6 separate regions of the Mus musculus genome follow, and all the other regions are linked to region 4. Evidence: chromatin contacts called from public Hi-C data. All regions are on one chromosome and are shown on one strand. The core of a region is the stretch at or near the end of the contact, and the rest is flanking DNA. Distances in the headings are between cores, read along the strand shown.

What was found. Hi-C and Micro-C count contacts between places; a contact is called where the count stands out from the background.
Region 1: a contact with region 4 is called in a Hi-C map of liver, with 3 times the contacts expected there. The contact joins the enhancer-like site here to the promoter of A230028O05Rik in region 4. A contact is called at or near these places in 1 of 39 promoter capture datasets (the SN4741 cell line), 1 of 15 datasets of contacts at CTCF or cohesin (pro-B cells), 17 of 484 Hi-C or Micro-C datasets (the 3T3-L1 cell line, the AML12 cell line, the Ba/F3 cell line and 10 more), 11 of 115 datasets of contacts at active chromatin or transcription factors (acute myeloid leukemia, bone marrow-derived dendritic cells, bone marrow-derived macrophages and 7 more) and 1 of 9 other capture datasets (embryonic stem cells).
Region 2: a contact with region 4 is called in a Hi-C map of the 63-12 cell line, with 4 times the contacts expected there. The contact joins the enhancer-like site here to the promoter of A230028O05Rik in region 4. A contact is called at or near these places in 3 of 39 promoter capture datasets (the C10 cell line, the SN4741 cell line and liver), 2 of 15 datasets of contacts at CTCF or cohesin (large pre-B cells and pro-B cells), 16 of 484 Hi-C or Micro-C datasets (the 3T3-L1 cell line, the 63-12 cell line, the AtT-20 cell line and 11 more), 10 of 115 datasets of contacts at active chromatin or transcription factors (astrocytes, bone marrow-derived macrophages, embryonic stem cells and 4 more) and 1 of 9 other capture datasets (embryonic stem cells).
Region 3: a contact with region 4 is called in a Hi-C map of bone marrow-derived macrophages, with 18 read pairs. The contact joins the enhancer-like site here to the promoter of A230028O05Rik in region 4. A contact is called at or near these places in 1 of 15 datasets of contacts at CTCF or cohesin (pro-B cells), 12 of 484 Hi-C or Micro-C datasets (B cells, adipose-derived mesenchymal stem cells, bone marrow-derived macrophages and 8 more), 7 of 115 datasets of contacts at active chromatin or transcription factors (acute myeloid leukemia, embryonic limb bud, embryonic stem cells and 4 more) and 1 of 9 other capture datasets (embryonic stem cells).
Region 5: a Hi-C map of the C2C12 cell line shows a contact between it and region 4, with 4 times the contacts expected there. The contact joins the enhancer-like site here to the promoter of A230028O05Rik in region 4. A contact is called at or near these places in 5 of 484 Hi-C or Micro-C datasets (the AML12 cell line, the C2C12 cell line, bone marrow-derived macrophages and 2 more), 6 of 115 datasets of contacts at active chromatin or transcription factors (acute myeloid leukemia, effector CD8 T cells, embryonic stem cells and 3 more) and 1 of 9 other capture datasets (embryonic stem cells).
Region 6: a Hi-C map of embryonic fibroblasts shows a contact between it and region 4, with 8 times the contacts expected there. The contact joins the enhancer-like site here to the promoter of A230028O05Rik in region 4. A contact is called at or near these places in 1 of 15 datasets of contacts at CTCF or cohesin (pro-B cells), 23 of 484 Hi-C or Micro-C datasets (the 3T3-L1 cell line, the C2C12 cell line, the HPC-7 cell line and 15 more), 13 of 115 datasets of contacts at active chromatin or transcription factors (the NIH/3T3 cell line, T-cell acute lymphoblastic leukemia, bone marrow-derived dendritic cells and 9 more) and 5 of 9 other capture datasets (adipose tissue, bone marrow-derived macrophages, embryonic stem cells and 2 more).

The regions. Positions count from the first base shown.
Region 1 is chr16:24,754,925-24,758,564 of GRCm38.p6, reverse strand. The region is part of intron 7 of Lpp (LIM domain containing preferred translocation partner in lipoma); the gene reads right to left. Among named protein-coding and RNA genes, the nearest start is that of Mir28a, 71 kb to the left of the region's middle. Within about 2 kb of position 2,219, at least 4 of the 459 cell types and tissues checked have an H3K27ac peak or open chromatin away from gene starts, as enhancers often do. A contact at or near this core is called in liver, where this site is marked.
Region 2 is chr16:24,657,591-24,661,042 of GRCm38.p6, reverse strand. The region is part of intron 5 of Lpp (LIM domain containing preferred translocation partner in lipoma); the gene reads right to left. Among named protein-coding and RNA genes, the nearest start is that of Mir28a, 170 kb to the left of the region's middle. Within about 2 kb of position 1,787, at least 24 of the 459 cell types and tissues checked have an H3K27ac peak or open chromatin away from gene starts, as enhancers often do. A contact at or near this core is called in the 63-12 cell line, pre-pro-B cells and pro-B cells, where this site is marked.
Region 3 is chr16:24,591,831-24,595,222 of GRCm38.p6, reverse strand. All of the region lies in intron 4 of Lpp (LIM domain containing preferred translocation partner in lipoma), which reads right to left. Among named protein-coding and RNA genes, the nearest start is that of Gm24440, 190 kb to the right of the region's middle. Within about 2 kb of position 1,477, at least 40 of the 459 cell types and tissues checked have an H3K27ac peak or open chromatin away from gene starts, as enhancers often do. A contact at or near this core is called in B cells and bone marrow-derived macrophages, where this site is marked.
Region 4 is chr16:25,058,330-25,062,145 of GRCm38.p6, reverse strand. It overlaps A230028O05Rik (RIKEN cDNA A230028O05 gene), which reads right to left and starts at 2,507. Exons shown (of 3, transcript NR_040374.1): 1 at 2,343-2,507.
Region 5 is chr16:24,693,421-24,697,203 of GRCm38.p6, reverse strand. All of the region lies in intron 7 of Lpp (LIM domain containing preferred translocation partner in lipoma), which reads right to left. Among named protein-coding and RNA genes, the nearest start is that of Mir28a, 130 kb to the left of the region's middle. Within about 2 kb of position 1,768, at least 10 of the 459 cell types and tissues checked have an H3K27ac peak or open chromatin away from gene starts, as enhancers often do. A contact at or near this core is called in the C2C12 cell line and muscle stem cells, where this site is marked.
Region 6 is chr16:24,735,818-24,739,606 of GRCm38.p6, reverse strand. The region is part of intron 7 of Lpp (LIM domain containing preferred translocation partner in lipoma); the gene reads right to left. Among named protein-coding and RNA genes, the nearest start is that of Mir28a, 90 kb to the left of the region's middle. Within about 2 kb of position 1,731, at least 52 of the 459 cell types and tissues checked have an H3K27ac peak or open chromatin away from gene starts, as enhancers often do. A contact at or near this core is called in the C2C12 cell line, the NIH/3T3 cell line, bone marrow-derived dendritic cells and 4 more, where this site is marked.

The DNA of each region.
Region 1 (3,640 bases), core at 970-3,469, 300 kb after region 4:
TTTCCCACTTCTCCCCCTTCCCATTTGTATCCTTCAACTCCTGAGTCCTTTCCACTGTGATGTCAAGCACAGTCTATTACCCTCTCAACTCCTTTCCTGAAACCCTACATTACCTACATTACCAATACCCTCAGTTACACCTACATACATGCAAATGTGCATAAAAATTGAAACTGGGGTTTTGCATATAGGAGAGATCTAATGGTATTTCCAATATGGATATAATGCCTCTGGAGTTGGAGCCCTGTAACAACTATCATTCAAGGATGTGCTTGTGCGTGTATGTGTATCTGTGCTTATTAAGAGGAAAATTATTTCTAAGAAGTGAGGGCTACACTAATTCACTTTCTAAATGCAATTATTGTTGGTATCACTTTTCAAATGGTGTGGTTTTAAACATTGGTCCTGGGGCATGGCTTCACAGCTATCATAGGGAAAGTGCTTTCTATTAGGCTAGTTACTCAGGCACTATATACATTCATAGTTGAGTCTGTGAGACATTCAAAGTGTGAGTTCTATGTTTTTTTGTGGATGAATCATCAAAGAAAGCAGAGCTGATCCCTTCTGCAATCAGTTTCACCTCTGTACATGTTACATTGTCTAATGTTACAATTGATTTTTCTAGGTTTGATTTACTTTTCAATGTGGTCTGTTACATAATATCAAGGTCTTATTTAACTGGGCATATATCTATGAATATGTATAGTATGTGTTTTAATAATTAAAACACACACACACACACACACACACACACACACACACACACACACACACACTTCTATTGGAAATTATGATGGCTACCTTCAGCCTGAAAGGAAAGAGATTCTTCACCTATATAGCAACATCCAAGATGCTTGGTTTAAAAAAATAAATAACAAGTTTGCCTCCTAAAATGACAGTATAAAATTAAACAAAAATTCCAAATTCAATAGAATCTTGTAACTTAACAGACAATGAAATTAGGAAGTTAAAATTAAGTCTTGTTATTTTAGAATTACAAGTTTCCCAGGAAAATATATTTGAGACAAATGATAAGTTGGGGAAGATGGCCTTAAATTAGGATTCCCCAAAGCAGGACCAAAGAACAATAAAAGGGACATGCTCGAGCAAGTATTGTTGAAGAACTCATCCATAAAGGCTTCACATAGAGGCTAAGGAAGGTGAGCCACCAGACTCAGAAAAGAGATTTGCAACCTGAACAGAGAGAACTATCTTCTACTTTAAAGTGGATTGGACTGGTGAGTAGACATAGTTATTTAACACAGAGAAGGGAGAGTTGGGGAGGAGAGAACACAGAGAGACCCAGGCATCATCCTGTCAGTGGCCCAGAGGAAGAGCTGTGGCCAACAGCTAGTGACATCTTCTCAAGGAGCACTACCTGTGCCCTTAAGGCTTACAATAGACATGTTGACTTCTGGCTCATTCAATGTTGATAGTGCCCCATAATAAGGATGATGACAAGCCAGGCAGTGGTAGCACACGCCTTTAATCCCAGCACATGGGAGGCAGAGGCAGGCAGATTTTAAGTTCAAGGCCAGCCTGGTCTACAGAGTAAGTTCCAGGACACCCAGGACTATACAGAGAAACCCTGCCTCATAATAAACAAACAAACAAACAAACAAACAAACAAACAAATAAGATGACCAATAGGTGACTATCACTTTCCAATCTCCCCCTGGTCACTAGGTACATCCATTCCAGCTGAGAACCACTGAAAATGAGACATTAATCTACTACCCCTGAGAATGTTTTCATCTTTATCACTTATTCAGTCTAAGGGTACAGAAATCTACATATCTGGATTAAACAGAATTTCATGTCATTACAAATAATTATCTAATCTTAACATAAATTAGTAACAATGAAAATAATCACCATGCTGCCCATGAGCCCTTAATCTGCTACATAATCTCTTTTCTGCACCTTCTCTCTTTAGGTCCATAGCTACAGCTCGAAACATGATCAATATCACAAAAGTTCTTAACAGTTTCTCTCTCCAGAGTTTATCTGTATTCTGAACCCTAGACTTGCATGTTCAATTTACTCTTTTCATCTATTGACTTGAATGCCTTATATGTTTTTTAGGAAAACATATTTTCCGTATGTTATAGAAAACAAAAAGCTTTCCATAACAGATGTTGATCTGGTGAGACGTTCCCTTGTTACTGTTTAAACACTGAATGTGGCTACGACTCAGGGAGTGTCCTACGTCAGATATGTCCACATTTCGCAATATCTACTAAGAAAGCTCTTGCTCTTCTCCAGCTCCCTCAGACGTTTGGTCCACCCCTAGAAAATCATTCCCTGTAGCTGGAGGGATTTCTCCCTCACACGTATACAGTCTCATTACTTTGTCATTTAAAAGTCTTCACGAAGTTAGTAAGGATAATGTCCTATGCCACTTCATTTCTTGTCTGACCGACATGCCACATACAAGCTCTCATCCATATCCAAGGTACCAAGTTCTCTCACATTTCAGACATTGATTTTGGTTAAACAAGTATCAGGTTCTTAAAGAAACGTTGGCCCGAATCCTCTCTCAGATTAACTGTCTAGTTCTTAAGTTCAAAATAACTTGACCTGAACTCTCTCTCTCTCTCTGAGTATATCTCATTTCTTCTGTTCTTTCTTTATTTTTTGCTCTTTTTTATTATTATTTTTTTAATTAGGTATTTTCTTCATTTACATTTCAAATGCTATCCCAAAAGTCCTCTAAGACCCTACCTACCCACTCCCACTTCTTGGCCCTGGCATTCCCCCATACTGAGGCATATAAAATTTGTAAGACCAAGGGGCCTCTCTTCCCAATGATGGCTGACTAGGCCATCTTCTGCTACATATGCAGCTAGAGACAGGAGCTCCAGGGGTACTGGTTAGTTCACATTGTTCTTCCACCTATAAGGTTGCAGACCCCTTTAGCTCCTTGGGTGCTTTCTCTAGCTCCTCCATTGGGGGCCCTGTGTTCCATCCAATAGCTGACTGTGAGCATCCACTTCTGTGTTTGCCAGGCCCCAGCATAGCCTCACAAGAGACAGCTATATCAGGGTCCTTTCAGCAAAATCTTGCTGTCAAATGCAATGGTGTCACGTTTGGAGGCTGATTATGGGATGGATCCCCGGGTATGGCAGTCGCTAGATGGTCCATCCTTTCGTCTCAGCTCCAAACTCTCCTGTTCTTTATTATCATTTGTATACGTGTTTGCTTTCTCAAGGGAAGGGGGCCAGTCACTTTTACTCAACAAGACACCCTAAATAGTTTACAATATCATAGTCCACAGCAGAAATTTAGAAAGACATTGATCAGTGAATGAATTGTTGTCCCCTTAAGAAAACTGCAACATCAGACCTGTATTTTTCCTCACAGAACAGACAACAAATGCATGGACACACTGGATACATGCTTAATTCCAGTGGCGCCCTCAGTCTCTAATGCCTCTAAGACACAAATTATAACATGGTTCTCTTTCTGAGAAGCATTTGCTGTGCTGTTTGTTTGTTTTAGATGGGAGTCTCACCAAATAGCTGAGGCTGGCCTTGAACTTATGTCAGACTTCTGAGTGCTAGGATCACAGGGCATATGCCCGCAAACTGAGCTATTTATTTTCCTTTTAATAATGGTTTTTTAAATGTAAGTTCTCAAT
Region 2 (3,452 bases), core at 538-3,037, 400 kb after region 4:
ATAAATGGCCAGAGAACAGATTAGGGGACACTTGAACAGAAACTAGATGATCTAGATATCTAAGTACAACACAGTCATCAAGAAGGCTCAGGTTACTACCATATGTAACCACCGATGTGGGAAGCAAACATACAAATCTGTATGACTATATTATAAAATATTTAAAATTGTTTAAAAATCAGATATACTAGAAAAAAACATTGGATTTATTTTGTTTTGTTTTTTTTACCATTTTAAAAGGCAGTTTGTTCTCCCTTTAAAAATGTAGTTTTGATGTTTCATTTAGAAGTATCCCTTACATGTAAGTGCTTCTTCCTCGCCTGTCACCATGGCACCAAGCTATAGGAATCAGATTCCATAAGCAAATTATTAACTTTTGAATAATATAAAAATGTGACAACTTGGGTATCTCAGAGGAAAGAAAGTCTAAAACTGCAAAGGTGTATCCTGCAAATGATGGTAGCCTATTGGGCTCTGAAACACCTGGTGGTGTTGCTACACTGGGAGGAGTAGCTATGAGCTGTCAGATCTAACCCCTGCCACAACAGCCAAGGACAGTGTCTCTAGAGCCATTCAGTTTTACCAGGCTATCATCACCCCCACCCCCAAGTCATGATATAACCTTGCTCAAACGCTGGTCCATGTTCACAATCCATCAGGATTTCAGAGAGGAGTTATAAAATTCATACCTCTGGCTGGCACTTCCAAAGACGTTTAATGTAGTAGTTCTAAGGAAGGACCAATGATTTGTGCTTCTAAAAAGCCTAGGTAACTTCAGTGGCATTGGCTCCTGGAACATAGTTCAAGTTTCACTGAGTTCGGCAAAGTACCTTCCATCCTTTGGAGAACCCCAGGATTTGAAAGGTTCCAAACTCCTGTTGTATAGGGATTTCTTTTGTCTCGAAGTCTTTCCTTACCATTTTAGCATTATAATTTGAAACTATCCATTCACTATCCCTTGTCCACACACTGGAATCTGTAAGAAAGCCATCAAACCGATGGCTGTCCAAACTACCTCCTCTGGATTTGATTGGATGAGAATCCTGGGGATTGGAATAAATGTGTGGCATCAGTGTTTCTTTGATCTAGGGGACTCCACATGCAGCTAAAATGGAGAAATGCTGGGGTGGCTACACAGCTCATGGAAAGTATTCATTAACTCTGAAGGAAAATGCACTACAACAGAGTCCTCTTCTACCTTAAAACAGAGTGAATGAAAAAAATTAATTCACAAGGTATTGAGCCATGAAGCCATGACTAGGTGGTTGTTCACAACCTAAGTTTAGATTCTAGCAATCACTCTGTCTTCTCCCACCCTCTATAACGCAGTATGGAGGGGAATGTGTAATTGACCAGATTCTATGTGGCATTTCAAATTATCAGACCATCAGACATTCTCAAACCTGCCTGAACTCTTGGTATCCCTATCATATAGGGTGACTCAAAAGGCCCATAACATGCATATGAGTAAACCAAAATATCACAGAAATAATTTTAAAAATAAAGGTACAACTCTGTCTCTGAAATACCTCCTAAGTATATTCTCCTTTATCCTGTTTGTCTATAAGAACTTAAAGAGATGCACAGGCTGATGGTAATCCCAGAAGGATTAAAGAGAAAGAAAAACTGACTTCTTTAACAAAGAAATAATATGAAAACAACAAAGAACCTAATTCTAAGAAAGATGATGTAGGTTCTTAAGAAGCCAGCTGTTAACCTCTTAACCATCAACCACTGACTACAACCAAGGGTTCAGTTCACTAAGTTCAATCATCTAGGTTTCGGTTCCTACATCCTATACTGGGACTTGCATGCTAATGCAGCAATGGGGTGGGCACGAAAGGGGGAGGTACTGGAAGGGGATGCTCTGGAGGAGAAATGCCCTAGCTGTAGGAACTGGAATGAAGAACCTGCACAACTCTTTGTCATCATCTGTATGCCATAATTCTGATGTATAGATGAACATCCAATAGAAAAACATACTCAATGATAGATGTGTGATAAACCTACAAAATGTATGTTATCACAGAGATGATGGCAATAAATTCCTTAGAGGGTGAAAAATGGTAAGCGGCCTTTAAGAAGCTGAACTGTGCCAGTAGAGAGCAGACTTGGAGGCAAGAATATAACAAAGTCTTCTCTTTTCACTGCTGCAATCATCAATGCTTTCCCTCTTACTTCAAACTGGGAAAAGGGGGCACCTAGATCCTTCTCCTTCGCTCTCCAAAGACTCTTAAATTTGTTTTAAGTTCTTTAGGGGACAGGAAGCACCTTTGAATGCCACAGTGACAGTGGCCACACATGCATCTGAGAATGGAAGGAGAGAGCTGGTGGGCATCCTAATCGGGTAAGCCCATGAAATGAACTGGTATGAGGAGCCTATGTCTTCATCAGATATTTAGCTGAGCAGTGCCTTGAAACCATCAGAAAGTGCTGTGATGTGACAGACCAAGAAAATAAACCTTTCTCATCCATTGAATGACCTTCTCAGCCTTTTCAACTTATGAACACCTCTGTTCAAAACTGAAGCTAGGAATGTGTGGCTTCTCTAAGTAATGAAGCTTTTCCTCACTCTATCCAGCTCCTGTCTTTTAACTGACTAGGGGAGTTTGCCAGGCTCATCGATCCAGATACTCCTATGTGAATCTCGGTCTTCCCTCTCTCCCTCCCTCTTCTTTGTAACATGGTCTCCATCTTTGGGCTTGAACGTGTGATGTTCCTCCCTCAGTGCCCTGTGTGGACCGTTATGTTTCGTGAATCTCAGTCCAAGAAAGAAGTATATACATCAGTGTTTTCTTGAATCTCTTCTTTCAGACTTAATACCGTGTCTGGTTTCTAGGTCTGGCAGGATACTAGTAGCCTGGAAGACTCTTCTCAACGCCACATAACAGAACACACCAGATTTTGCAAGGTTCACAGAGTGTGGTGGCTCGTGAAATGAAGTTACATGGAGAGGGGACAGGATGTGACATGTGCACAATACCTAAGAATAGTCAGAGACCCACACAAAGACTGAGTGTCACAGAACCCTTAATATGCAGAGCCTGAATTCATGTTCTCCCTATGTGAGAACTCATTGGGGAATGTTCACTCTCAAGGCCATTCATGGCTAGTGCTGGCTGTCTTGTCTTCATTGTCATGAAAATAGCACCAATCCCTCTCCTGAAGAACCTACCTTCACCATGAATAAGGAGATAAGTGACACTGACTAAAGTTCTTTCAGTTGCTATCTGGGCAATCTAAAATGTGGGCGTGTAAACAAACATGGCAAGATATTAGAAAAATTAATATTCTATCCTTCAATCTTCATTTTCTTCACCTAACTAACTAAATTACTAATTGGGACTGTACTTAGAACTCTACCAGACAGTGTTATTTTTAAGAAAACACTAGGGTTAAGATAACTAATGAAAATGTGTCTGAGGTGATAGAGATGGGAATTACCCTGCTTT
Region 3 (3,392 bases), core at 228-2,727, 470 kb after region 4:
ATTGAATCTTTTCTATTGAATACCTAGAGCATATCATTTCTTTTTTTTTTTTTTTTTTTTTTGGTTTTTCGAGACAGGGTTTCTATGTATAGCCCTGGCTGTCCTGGACCTCACTCTGTAGACCAGGCTGTCCTCGAACTCAGAAATCCGCCTACCTCTGCCTCCCGAGTGCTGGGATTAAAGGCGTGCGCCACCACGCCCGGCTTCAGCATATCATTTCTTATAGCAAACCTTGATTTTAAATGGAAAAAAGAAAACCTTCAATGTTCTAAAAGTCGGATTCACAAATGGGCAACAAAAATACTTTATAAGGAAGAGCTGTGTCTAGGTACCTGGTGATGTCTGTGTTGATGATGCCTTTGCTGAGCAATAGAGCCATCCCAGGGATCCAGGAGCCACCCAGAGAGCACCCAGACCTTCTCAGAACTTCTGAGGCGTTCTGGGAAGATTCAGGCTCAACACACAGTGTTGACGATGAAACCAACAGGTGCCAAAAATATCGACTCTCAGCAATCTGCCCCAGGTTCCACCACTGACTGTTTCTGTAACTAAAGACAACACACAGGGGAAGTCCATTCTCTCCGAACTCTGTCTTTCTGCTCATGAGGGAATTTACTTGGATTCCAGCTATAACAAAACTTAACCTTTCAATTCCCTCAAAGACGAAAGTAAAGAAACAAAGGTCATGAAACTAGAAACAGACCCAACACACCTTAAGGAACAAAAGAATCCCTGACCCCAAGTTTTCAGATCTGACCCCAAATATTCAGACTGTAACAATCTACACTTACAATGCCTAAGAGGCAAAAATCCCAGGAAATGCCTGCGGGACTATAAGAATTCCAGGGAACTCAGTCCCTCACCAACATCTTAAGTGAAGGAGGGACACTTGCACACCCTGGATCCTCTTGGGGACAGAGACCAGTGGAAAGCAGGGGAACAGGCGCTTGAGGCAGTAACACGTAGGGCTCAAGAGAAATCACTAAATCACTCATGCCCCAAAGAAAACGGCCAGAGACTCAGAACATAGAAGGAGTTTGGGAAACAAGATGAAAAATGGCAAGAAGATCCAGGATGCTGGTGGTTGCATCTGCTCCATCATCCAGCAGTGAACAAGGCTCTGCTCTCAGCCATCACAGGCTTCAGTGTCCTCTGCTCTAAGTGAAAATATTCTGTACCTGGATCAAAGTCAAGTGAAATAATGACTGCATGAGTGTGTGTGTGTGTGTGTGTGTGTGTGTGTGTGTGTGTGTGTAAAATATATACAGAAGGGAAAATTATTAACAAAGGCATTTCAAAGGAAAGTTATAAGTGAATATTCTCAAGCCAGGGTAACAAAAGAAAATTAAGTATAGCAATAATCTTACAATCTGATAGGTGGGGAAAGACGACGTTCAGAATTGTTACAAACAATGATGTCTAAACGAGAAGAGAAACCAGCTGAGACTGTCACAATCCTCTCAGTTCCTGTAGCACACACAACAATGGAAAGATTGCAGGGAGGGGCAGCATAAACATTTCAACTATGACACACCAAGAACATGGGACCCAACCCTGAGAAAATTACATTTGCACATAGGGATAATCATCTTAGCACGGGTGCTGTTGGGAGTATCTAAGGCTTGGGAAAATGTTCTGTAAACAATGGGCTGTCTTGCTAGCACAAGGACTAACACTGGATCCCTAGAATCCAGATGAAAGAGCCAAGCATGGTGGTACATATTTGTGACTTCAATGCCAGGAAGGTGGAGGAAGAAAGAGACTAGCCAACCATCTTAACAGAATCATTGAATTCCAAACTAAGTGAGAGCCCCTGTCTCAAAACAACAAGGTGGACAGCCCCAGAGGAGAGACATCCAAAGGCAGCATTGGCCTCCACGTGCAGAAGCTCACAAGTGCCAGCATTTTCAAATGCAGCTGGAAAGAACAGAATGTGGGTCACAGCTCCCATGACAACTGGCTCTAAGCAACCTCTAACTTCCCTCCAAGGGATGCACTGGCTTTTCAGGACTCTACAGATACCTTAACATACATGAAAACAAGCATGTACAGACAAGTAAGCAAGTATTTAAATTTAAAAAATGTGATTTTTCTAAAGAAGGCCTGCAGGTATTTGATTTCAGACTGGCCACTTAGTATTGGATAACCAATTGGGGCTCTTCCCTGGGACAGGCTAATCTCCTCCCCTTCTCAAAGGTCTTATTTGGCTGCAGTTATGCATCTAGGGGAGGGACAAATGAGATCTCCTCTTTCTGTATCAACATGTTTCCTGGTAGCATTACTCAGATCTTGTTTAGCCACATAAAATGGATATAGCAGGTTACATGCATATATTTATGCATTTTTCATCGTATGTAAAATAATAACAAAAAGAAGCAATCAATAGGACATGAGAGGGACTAGAAGAAAGACATAGAAGACAGAAAGATATATTTCAATTCAACCGTTTTTGATGGAAAATATTTTTACAAAGGAATTTCTAAGTAGCTCATGAAAGCAACTTCATCCTTTCAGTTCTACCTAAGAGGAAAAGGAACCGAGATGGGCAGTGAAATAGGACCCTGACAGTTCAAAGCCTATAGGTGCATTTGCATAGATCAATGATTCTCATCTGTGTGCAATGACAAACCTTCAACAAACCTCTCTCTCAAAAATATTTCTATTATGATCCCTAGCAGTAACAAAACTACAGCTATAAAGTAGCAATGAAGGTAACTTTACAGTTGGGGTTCACTACAGTAAGAGGAACTGCATTAAAGGGTCACAGCATTAGGAAGGTTAAGAACCACTAGCCTAGATGGAGAGAAATATAAAAGCAGATGTTATCCAAAGAGATGATTTTAGCATTCAACAGGCAAAGGCGGATTCAGAAATCATCCAGGGGAATGGCAGTTCAAATACTTTCAGGTAGGACATAAGGTAAGTTACTGTTGGTAGGATAGCCACATTGATTCTAATAATTCAGGAACTCGGGTGGTCTTTCTATCTTTTAGTATCTTGTTCAGGGACTTAAAGTTCTACTGCAGAAGTTTCCAGCTCCTTGGCTAGGCATATTCACAGGTGCTTTTTTTCAAGCTATTGAGAATGGGACTGTTTCCATGATCTCTTTCTCTGTGAGTCTGGCATTGGTACACAGGAAGGTTTATAAGTCGATTTTGTACCCTGCCTCTTTGCTGAAGGCGTTGATCATTTCTCGGTGTTTTCTGGTGGAATTTTGGGGATGTCAGATGCATAATATCATATCATATAGGGTCTTTATGTAAAATATCAAATCATCTGAAAACCAAGTGACTTGATTTCTCCTTTTGCTATTTCTAGCTCTGTAATTTCCTTCTTTTGTCCCTGTGCTCTAGCTAGTGCTTCAAGCAGTGTGTTGAAAAGAAATAGGGGTA
Region 4 (3,816 bases), core at 1,258-3,757:
GCATTTCCAGCTTCAAGGGTCCTATTGTCAGTGAGCCAGGCTTCCAGAAGCCACAGCAACATCCGAGGGGAACCACCCACACCTCCCCATCTCTGTGCCTCACCAGAAAGAAAAAAACATATTTGCAGCTAATTTTTACTTTAATAATATTTTTTGTGTAATTATCAAGGACTCTTAAAACTTCCCATCCCTCCTGCATGGTAGGAATAATAAACATGCCTGTTTTATTGGGGGGGGGGGGTGAAGGAAATGAGACCTTACACACAGAAAGGGAATATGATTCATCTCCAGCTAGCGGTGAGTCAGCTGAGACAGCCCAGGCACCCTGACACTGGGGGGGAGGGGGGAGCATTCACAAGGCCAGCCGTCCTGCTTGCTGTTATTTCCAAACCTTTAATATCTTCTGCAGCTTCATGCTTCTTGCACTGGCTCACTTTTGATTAAGTTCTTTATTGTGATGCGAACAGTAAGGGACTTGGTCTTTTCTACGTTCTGAAAGGAACTTGAAATGTTTTTATATTTTCCTAGGAGCTCTGAGCTTCCCAAAATGTGGGCTTCTTGGGAAACTTGTAGTGAGAATTCTGAAGATGTGCACAGTGAAAAATATCGGGCAAGGCCAAACATCCAGTTAAGGTGGGAAGTGGGGACTCGTCCCCAAACAGGCGGTGCGCTTCTCTGGAGTCTAAGGCCTCTTTTATAACACCTAGTGACAGTTTTTCTGTGTAGGTGCTGAGAAGCATAAGAAGAGCTGTGGTGAGCTACTTCTTGTGGAATCAGAGTATTAAGAAATCCCGGGAAAACTTGTCAAAAAGAAAATGCGGCTTTTCCTGCCCTGAGGCTATCTCAAGGGAGGAAGAAGAGAGTATATGGAAGCCTGCCTCCAGAAGACTGGTGAGAACAGAAGGGTTGGCCAGCCCCAGGACAGCCCTCAAGGCAAGCTATGACTTTTACCAAGCCAGACACTCACATAAAGGCCCTCAGTAAGGTGACTACATAAAATGCAACCCAAGCCAGACATTTTAGCGTGATGAAGGAAGCTATTCAGGACTCCAGGCTGTGGTGGCACACACCTTTAATCCCGTCACTAAGATGGCAGAGGCAGGCAGATCCCTGAGTCAAAAGCCAGCCTGGTCTACAGAGCGAGTTCCAGGACAGCCAGGGCTACACAGATAATCCCTGTCTATAAATTATATGTAATTATTATAAAATATATGTAATATTAGATAGATAGATAGATAGATAGATAGATAGATAGATAGATAGATAGATAGATAGATAGAAGGCCTACCTAAACAAAGAGAAGGCAAATCAAGAAGGGTGGGTGCTGGGTGGCCTTTGCCATCGGTGTTGATATTGACAAGGAATGAGTTCTACCCATGGAGCAATAACTATATAATAACTTATATCCCATACAAGAGACTTAACACAGGCACAAAGGGACTGGTTATCTGGAGGACATTAGTAAATCTCTCAGAAAAACTGAAAGAAGGCAGCAAGAGAGGTGGGGGCACCCAAGTTGAGATTTGATGGCTACAGAGGAACTGAGGCATGGCAGTAGGAAGTCAGGCAGAGGTCATCAAGCCCAGAAACTAGCCTCTGTGGGATGCTCAGGGAAAGGCAGGGTCAATCGGATATGCCTGCCATAGACCGCGGCAAGAATGACATGGGCACCCCGGGCTGGGTTTGGCCTACTGTGTAGACAAGCTGACATCTGTTTCTAAGTATGATTCGCCAAGTCAATTCTCCCCTCCCCGGGTTTGCTTTGTCTCTGCTGGGCAAGTGGTCTTCTCTCTCCATCAAGGACTCTCATCTGAGGAAGACACCACTTCCGGGTTTCACTACCAAATTCTCCCTGAGTCTCTAGCCACGGAGAAATGGGTTTGGATGATCACAGGAAGTACCTTTTTGGCAGTCCAACATGGCCAGAAATCTGAAGGGGGTGGATTTTAGTGGCTCTCCCTTTTTGATATTTCGCCTTTGGGAGACTCTTTCTCTGCTTACTTTCCAGGACTTACAAGTCCGGAGTTCCTTTGGACTTTAGAGACCTTAGGCTTTTAGAGACCTGAAGGTCACAGGATCAAAGAGGGACTTTCTCCTTTGGTCCTTAAGACCAACTGGTGAGGTAGGTTGAGAACAGGTAACAGTTAACAGGCAGAGAAAGGATTGACAGCTGCTGCCAGGAGCTCATCAGCCAGGCTTTGTATATGGAGCACCGTAAGCTTTCCAGCAGGAAGGAGGGGAAGGGTAGAAGGAAGAGGAGTAGCAAGCAGAAAGGGGGAGGAGCAGAATAGTGCCGAAGGACTAAACTAGAACTTTCTTCTTCGCCCCACCTCCAAACTTACCCCTCCCTCGCAACCCAGGGGGGAGAAAATGGGTCTGAGGCTGTGCGGTTGGGAAGGGCGGAGGGTAACATCTTCACAGATGCTGCAGCTTGGCCCTGCAGGGCTGCTGGGCCTTTGAAAGGCCACTTGTAAACTCTTGGTTCCGAACAGAAAGGCAGCCGGGAGGAGCTGGGGCGCGGGCAGGGGGAGGAGACCGGTCTGCCTTCAGTGCCTAGAAATCAAAGCAGCCAACCTTGGGCTTTTTCTTTCCTTCACACTGAGGCACTTTTATTGGCGAGATGAAGGGAGGCAGAGAGGGCCTACAGCCCTCGCTTCGCTTTTGGAGGTTAATGACCCAGTTAGCAGCTCTTGGCTGAGTTTCCGACATTTTGCAGACATCAAGCCCCGCGCCTCTGCCAAGTACATTCTGTTCCCTGGAGCCCATCCAATGCATCTCAGATTACTATGTAATGCGACAAAGAGGGAGAGGCGGCTGGGAGGGGCCCGGAGAGCTGGGCGGGGTGAGCGGGCGGTAGCCCCGAGAGCGGGACGCAGAAGCCGGCTGGCGGGGAAGAGGATGCCACTCTAAATACAGCTGCTCCAGGGGAGTCGCATCCCTCGAGGGGCTTCTTAGCTGGAGAGGGAGCCCGAAAGGAGGGTGGACAGGCCCTGTCCTCCAGGAATCCTGCCCCGTAGAGCCCGGCACGGTCCAGAACGCAGATGGGGGTGGGGAGAACAACCGGAGACCCGACAGGACAGCGGGAGGAGGAATCCAAGGGGCGGGCCTAGGGGCTCGGCTCCGCCCCTCCAGGCTGCCCCAGGCCCGTCCCAGCAGCTCCAGGGGTGAACAGCCTGCTGGCTAATTATAGACCTGAATGGAAAGCGGCGCTTTTGAATGATCTTGTTGCTCGCACTGCCTTCAGAGTCTGAGGAGCAGGTGCGGCCCTGCTATATACAAAGTGATTCATTTAAAAGCCCTCTGTCACGTACGCTCACTTACTGACACACAGGAATCCTTGTGCGCTCCACCACCCAAAGGATTCCAGAACTGGCTTAAAAGAACTTGAGCTCAGGGCAGAAACCAAGCGACTATTGGAACAACTTCACCACTCCTTAGTAGTCTCGCAGAGTAGATGAGAGAGGGTACTAGGCCTTTCTCAAAATGTTGAAAAGTAGGGTCTTTGCAATTTACAGCTGGAGAAACGGAGGCTGAGACAGAGTTTTGAGACGTGTCTGTGAGAGCGGGAAGTCAGTGTGAAGCTAAAGAGAAGCATGGGGTCCTGCCAGCCCCTTCCTCTGCCTGCCCAGACTGGAGCTTAACGTCTCCCATCCTGAACCTCTGGCACGGAAGAACACCCCTCCTTCTAGAATACCCCTCTTTCCTGAGTGTGGCACCTACCCGTTGCACCTCCCATCCCTGAATCCCACCAGTAAACCAGCTGAAGCCAGTTCCAGGCCTAGGAACTGGCAATCATGCCCATTTTCCCTAGTGTTC
Region 5 (3,783 bases), core at 519-3,018, 360 kb after region 4:
CAACTAGCTCATAAAAACTAAAAGCAAGCAGACCATGTAGTTATAGTGGTTTCCGTGTGCACTTGAGCATTTGTATGTCATGAGGAATATTATATAATATCGTTATGAACAAGTCTAGCAGCTTCACAAAACAGGAATGCCAGAAGAAAGGGTGATCCTGGGGCCTAGTGACCCCCCCGATTGGTTTGATTTTTCTGTGTGTATGTGCATAACTTTGTTAGTACCTGCCTTGAAGAATTGCGGGCATTGAGGTATTTGTGCAGTGGATGGGTAGAGGATTGCACAGTAACTTAATATTGTACATACTTTCTGATTCCTGAGATGCTGGGGATTGAGTCATCACTGTATAGAAGGCACACAGGAAGGCAGAAGCGGGATGACTTTACAGAAAGTCCATATCATCTTCCCAGGCCTGCCTCAGGACATTTGCCCTATACTGCCTGAGCTTCACCTAAACCAAACATTTCCAGTGCTCACAGTCTGTTTGATCAGGTTATGATGTAATGATTCCAGAATGCAGTACAGTTAATCCATTGCTATGTATATGCCTCCAGCCCTACAATTATCTGTCACAAGCTTAAACATACTCTTCTGTTACAAGTGCATTATAATATTGGGAAGGGCAACTGTTAACTGTGTTCTTTGATTTTTAAATGGAATCCTCTGAATAAGATACGAAGTGGCTGAAAAATGATGTCATTAGTGGTCTTTCACTAAAAGAAAAATAAACTTAGAAATTAAAACAAGCACTCAATGAACTATGGCTTTCCCTACTTGTGGACTGTACTTTTGTGTTAATTAATTAATTAATTAATTAATAGGTCACGACCAAAAAGTTAACTGCCTGAAGGTATCATCGAGTGGAATACAACGCAGGCAGTTGTGAGAAAGAACAGACTTTTCCACAAGGTCACTAATCTCTAAATATGAGCCATTTCACCCATTCTCTTTGATTTCACCAAACTTTTTTTACTCAGCTGACTTCCATAAATATCCCTAGATTAGTTTAAGCATATTATGCTACAGGCACAATCATTATGTGCCCTGTGAATCTGTATGAGAACAGAGAGATGTTAGTGTTTTACTTCCCTCTCTAGGCCTCCAAGTATTTGTACAGCATCACCAGTGTACGGATCTAGCATCTCTGAGAACTTGCTCAGAGCCATCTCTCCCTAAGGAAATACAAGTGCTGCAAGTACTGCTTTCCCCATGCTGCTGTCAAGAAGAAAGTTAGAGGGGAGCAGGACAATGCTAAATGACTGGCATAGACATGGCCTGGGATGCTGAAGGAGACACACCAGCAGTGAACTGGGGGAGGAATTAGAACTACAGGCTCAAAATGAAATATCTGCTTTCTAATTTACAGCCTGTCACTTTGGAGCTGGCTAAACCTTTACCAAGTTATTACACGTTTATAATTTTTCACCTTTTATTTTGTTAAATATACAGTTATGGTTCCATGTACCCAGGAAAAGATGGTTCTCTCGTATTAGTTATCGCCACTGTAAGATGAAGGCATAAACCAATGGTTGTCATTGACTGCTGTATAGTGGATTGGAAGACATGTCTTGATATATACTTTTTCAAATATTCAAAAACAAACCCTGGCATAGACAATAGCACTGCTTTGAAAGCATTCGTAGAAATACCTAGTATTAGACCCCACTCTAGAGCATTGAAAGAGAAAGTGGGTAGAGACTAGCCAACCTTGCTTAACAGCCTGATAAAGGCATTGTGATAAACAGACTTTAGCCATTGCTTTACGTGGTTTAGTCTCTGGCTGGGTAAATATAGAAAAATTAACACATAACAATAGATCAATGGTTACTAACTTAAGGCAAATTTCAAATCCATGAGTCATAATGTGAACTTCATTCACTGAACAGAAAAATTACTTTGTAATCCGCAAGAACAGATGGGGTGACTCATTTGTCAGAAGATGGTACAAGCTCTGGCTTTTGAGACCATCCATTAGAAACCGCCGACAAAGCCAAAGGGTTTTGGGCAAAGCCTACAGACAGCTGTATTGTCCTTGAAAAATCTAAGGATGATGGTCAGCTCAAATGAATGGATAAACCATTTCAGAGACTTGGATAGAATGCCACAAACTAAATTTATCTATCAATATCTCTACAGAAAAGCAATAACAATTTAAAAATAGGCACCGAGCTCCCAATAAGATTTGCTAATGTATATAGTGCTAACTATATGCCGAACACTGTTTTAAGTGCTTTGCACATTGTAACTCATTATAAACTACTATTTTGACTAATATTGTCCTCATTGCCATCCGACGATTATCCCTTCACAGAAAGAAGAAAGCTGAGGCAAAAAAGTTTTAAGTAACTTATCCAGGTAGAATTTAAAAGGTGAAAGAGGTAAGGTTAGAAGATAAAGTATGCTGGTTGTATCTAGTATGAAGTATAGAATCCATCATTTCAATTATTTTGATACATTTCAATAACTGTATACAACTAGATTTAATTCATCATATGTCTTTAACTCCAGCACTGAAGAGGAAGAGGCAAAGAGATCTCTGTAAATTCAGAGCCTGCCTGAACTACAAAGTGATTTCCAAGCTAGCCTGGGATACACACACACACACACACACACACACACTCCACCTTAAAGGTGATGACTGGCCCTTAAGTTTCAGACATCTATCTCTGGTGGTATACAATGAATCCCATTAACTACAGTAGCACCTACAGGATTACCTTAGTGAAATAACAAAAGCTCAAAACAATGCCCAATTTTTTTTTAAATACTGGGTGAAAGAAATAAACATTCAGACATGAAATGTCTAGAGTATTTCAATGTAAAGTGTGCAGTGAACAATACTGAGATTTAGTGAGGGTTAGTAATTAGCCACTTGGTTATCTTAGCCAGCCCTAAAACATCTTAAATCAGCTCTTCTAAACCTGTGGGTCGTGACTTCTTTGGGAGGTTTCAAACAACCTTTTCACAACAGTCACCTAAGATCATGGGAAAACACTGACACTGATATTATGATTCATAACACCCTGAAATTACAGTTATAAAAAAAAAAACAAAAAATGTATGGATAGCCATCACTGCAGCATGAGGAACTGAATTAAAGGGTTATGGCAAAGAGAGAGGACAACTCTCTTAAATAATGGTGTTTAGAGACTATGTCAAGCCAAAAGACTTAAAGGAATGAAAACCTGTGTCTTGTGTAATGGTTCCTGTTTCATCTGAAACCCTTTTCTGTGTTGATGAATTACTGCTCCTCAGTAGGGAGATCTTCTGAGATCATTGGCAGTCTCTGTCTATGAGAACCGGAATAAGTGATACACGTACAACAGCATCAAGGCAAGTTGCAAGGCCCTGATTAAGGGAAGGAGGTAATTGCCTTAGGCCAAAAATAGTCGACCAGAGTCCTGGAACAAAATCAAGGATCTTTGTGCTTCCATGCTTTGAAGCAGGAAACAAACAATTCTAAGAAAGAGAGTTCTTGAAGCTGTGGAGTAGACTTGAGAAACCCTGAAATCTCACTGTCAGTCATGACTGGTTTTCCATCTGTTGTCTGAACTTATGTCCTTGCACTGGTACCAGATTCATATCATCCAGTAAATTCTTCAGAAAAGTTTGTTTAAATCTTTTGTCCATTTAATTATTATCTTTACTGAGAAATAACAATTGAATACATCTTGAATGCAAACTCTTTCATATGTATGATATATAAGTAGTCACTTCTGTTCTATTCATTGTTCAATTATATGATGGTGTCATATTGGTTTTTTTTTTTTTTTTTTTTAATAA
Region 6 (3,789 bases), core at 482-2,981, 320 kb after region 4:
GGTGCTTGCCAGCAGTACAAACACCTATATAAATATTCAGATGCAAATATACCAATGTGTTTACATATGATACACTGAAAACATTTAATACAATCATCTTGGCCATTCGTTTTCTCTCCTTTTCTTTCCCCACTCTATCCTTGTGGCTATGCACTGAGAATTAGCAAGGTTTCAACTGTAAATGGTTTAGACACTTTCTACTTCAGAATTCAAAACCTAGATATGAAGCCTCAGGGTAAAAGTGGTATGGATAGTTAACTTTAGGTCTAAAAGAAGCCCTGAATTCCCAAAGCAGTTCCATTCTGCTGAAGGACATTGGCTTGTCTTCCCTTTATGGGAGCTTAGGGGCAGTGCAGACAGAGTTGAGAGAAAATCCTCCCTCACCTCTTCACAGTGAGTGAATGCACTCAGTTCTCAAGGGGCTGGCTGGGAGCAACCTTCAGAATGAGGGGTGCAGGGAGTGGGGAAGGAAGGCAGCCTGACACAGCCCGATTACAATGGCCTGCTGAGAAGCAGAAAGCTCTGGGGGCAACAGAGCAAATGCATGTTAAGAACCCAGAGGAACTCATCTTAAATCTCAGACCCTTTATAAAACCAGAGGCCAAGCATGAGCATGGAGACAGATGCCTATAGTACCACAGAGTCTGAAGGAAAAGAACAGAGCGGCCAAGCCTAGGAGTTCTTGGCTAGCATGGCAACATAGCCCAACTTTAAAACAAACAAAACAGCCCAAGGCAAAAAGGCTCTGTGCTAGGTTCTTTTTATTATCTTTTTTTTTAATTATCTTTTTAAGTTGGAGGTAAATTAATGGAGTATCCAGTAAAAGACTAAGCAATTGTTTGCTAGTCCTCACAGGAAAAGTGACTTTTAAAACAAAATTATGAAGAAAAAAATTTAATGCTCTAAGAAGGTATACTGCATTTCAGTTATATTAACCACTTACTTATGTCCAAGTTATATGTTGCAGAAACACCACAGGAACAAAATTTCTCACTGAGGGCACAATTTATTCAACAGGAGAAACATAGCCCATCTTTTGAAAAATAATACAGTTTGTTCTTTGACATTTCAATAGCTGTATAAAATGCATTCTAATGATTCTCACTCCCACCCCTGACTTACAGTCCCTATTCACCACAGAACACTTCCCAGATTAAGGTCTTTTCTTTGATTTTTGGGACCCACCGAGTTTAACCAAGGCAGCAGTGTATCTTTACTACTTCTCATATTAGAAAGGATGTCTTCTCAAGAGATCTGGGACTATGACGTAAAAACTCAAACATGGAGTGTAAAATAAACAAGAGAATGAGATGCAGAAAGCCATGGTTTAAAGGCAACATGAACAATTAGCCAAACCAGTCCACGAAAGGCACCATCCCACCAGAAATTCCTTTCATCCTTTCAGGTCATGATCAGATTCAGGCAGGCACACAAGCACACTCGGAACCCTCCCCACCCCCACCCCCACCCCACACATGCTCGCTCCAATCCAAAATAGATTTTTCTAATCTAAAACTGGAAAGAGTACCCTGTTCTCTAAAGAAATCCCACCCCTTCAATTTCCTGTTATCAGAGAGCCTCTTCGTCAGCTTCAAGGGGGAGATTAATCACTTTTGCAACCCACTGAAAGAGTTTTCTGGAAAGCATAACAACCTGCAAGTGTAAGTGACAGGATTATTCTTCCTGCATCTCAGCTGCCTACAAATGCTCTCTCATCCATGACTCAGCATGAGGTAAAAGGAGCTAATGAAAAAGGGCACGCTTCCTTTTAAAAATCGTCAACCGACTTTCCCCATGTAGAACTGTTTAAAAAAAAAAAATCCCCCGAAGCTTAACAGTAAAGTACAGTGGCTCCTCATGAATGCTGAAACTTCTGTCACACGTGTGCTTGCCCGCCCCTACCCAAGTTCTACTTCTGTAAATACCTGAGGCAGGAGGTTAGAATTCTCCTTCTCCATGTAAAAGAGATACAACTATATGGAGGTTAGGGGAAAGGACTAGGTTTGCAGAGATCAAGATTTGAAGAGGAAAGACAAACCATACCATTTTGAGTTCCCCAAGAGAAGGGAATCGGCCTGGGGCTGTCCCTCCTCGTAAACTGCCACTTGATTTGCTTGCACAAACAGCCATGCAGAAGCAGCAGCTACTCAAGGAGCCACCACAGAAACAAGAGCCTTATATTTTGTTTTCTTCTACAAAATGAAAGCTGTGGTCAGCGTATGAAAATCCACATGCAGTAAGTGAGACAGCCACGTTATGAACAGTTCTCAGACATTCACTAATGCCTAGCATGGCCAAAGCATTCCACAACATATGACAAGAGAGCAGGGTCAATAGGCAAGGGTTCTTTGGAACTTACAGTGGGTGCCGTGAGAATGATCCTTAAAAGCGGGAAAGAAAATACCCACAAGATGGAACGTGAGTGCTTCGTACGTGTAAGAGCAAAGATACGGAAGAAAACAGCAAGGTCCTGACAATGAGCTAGGAAGAGGAGTTTGCTGAACAGCTTTAAGGTATCTATGATGACAGCCATGAAAGGCTGGGGCATAACCAGGGTTCCTTGCACAGAGATGAGCATGTGAATTCACAGCATAGCCCAGTGTGTTTGTGGCAGGAGAGGAAGAATCCACAAAGACATCCTGCCTAAGAGAGACACTATGGGCTATTCCTCATGTACTCCTAGGACACAAGTGAAATCCAAACTGGGTTCTATTGACTTCAGAGTCTGCTTCCCTGATTATTGTAGTGTACTCCTGTGCTAAGATAAAGTGAAGAGGAGGCATACAGGAATCTGCTCGGGCAGAACAGATTGGTACATGAACAGGATGGAGCTGGGTATAAACAACTGGTTATAAGGATTGCATCTTTAGAAAGGTACAATTCATATGCAGTGTTCACCCCAGAAAGCTCTGTGCTGAAAGCTTAGCTTACCAGTCATGAGAGATGACAAGATCACAAAAATGCTATTGATTCAAGGATTGATCTTTTGGTTCATAGCTGGATGTACAACTAAGAGATAGGGCCTAGCAGCAAGAAATAGGTTGCATGGGGTGTTAGGGAAACTGACCTGTCCTTCAACCCTGCACCCCTCCCCCCTTCCCAGACTTCCTCTGATAAGCATTGCCCCACCATGCCTTCCAGTTGCCATGATGCTCTGACCCAGTTCAGGCCTACAGCACTGTGAGCAGATAATCTGTGAAGTGATGTGGCAAAATAAATCCTTCCTCCTTTGTTTCAGGTAACAAATATACCCATGGTCCATGGGAGCCTACAGTGATCTGAAATCTCTGACCCATGGTGAAGACAGAGAGAAGTAAGCAATACAGAAAATATTTAGGAAAGGAGATTCTGTCTGGGACAGTGAAGCCTAGAAAAATTATCCAAATGTCTTGCTAAGGGAGCTGGCTAGTCAGTGACATTATGTTAACCAACACATAAGAACAGACTCTGGAGAGAGACTGGCTTTCTTTCGACACGGGGAAGCTTAGAAGAAGCATTTGAAGTGCAAGAAATGAAGTAGAGCATAGTCCTATAACACCATGACAACACTGGTAGCTGAGGTCACCAATAGGCCTTACAAAGGATGTTCTGACTCAAAGGGAAAGCACATTTGAGAGGCACAAGAGGAACAGCTAAGGTGATTCCTAAGTGGGACTGCTCAGGAAGGAGGAAAGTAAAGGAAGGGTGTGGCATGTAATAGCCTTAAGTGGTCACTGAGGACTGAAGGAGCCTCAGGATTGGTACTGGGCAGGCCTGCTGTGAAACTCTGAAAGAGGCCTACAAAAGGAG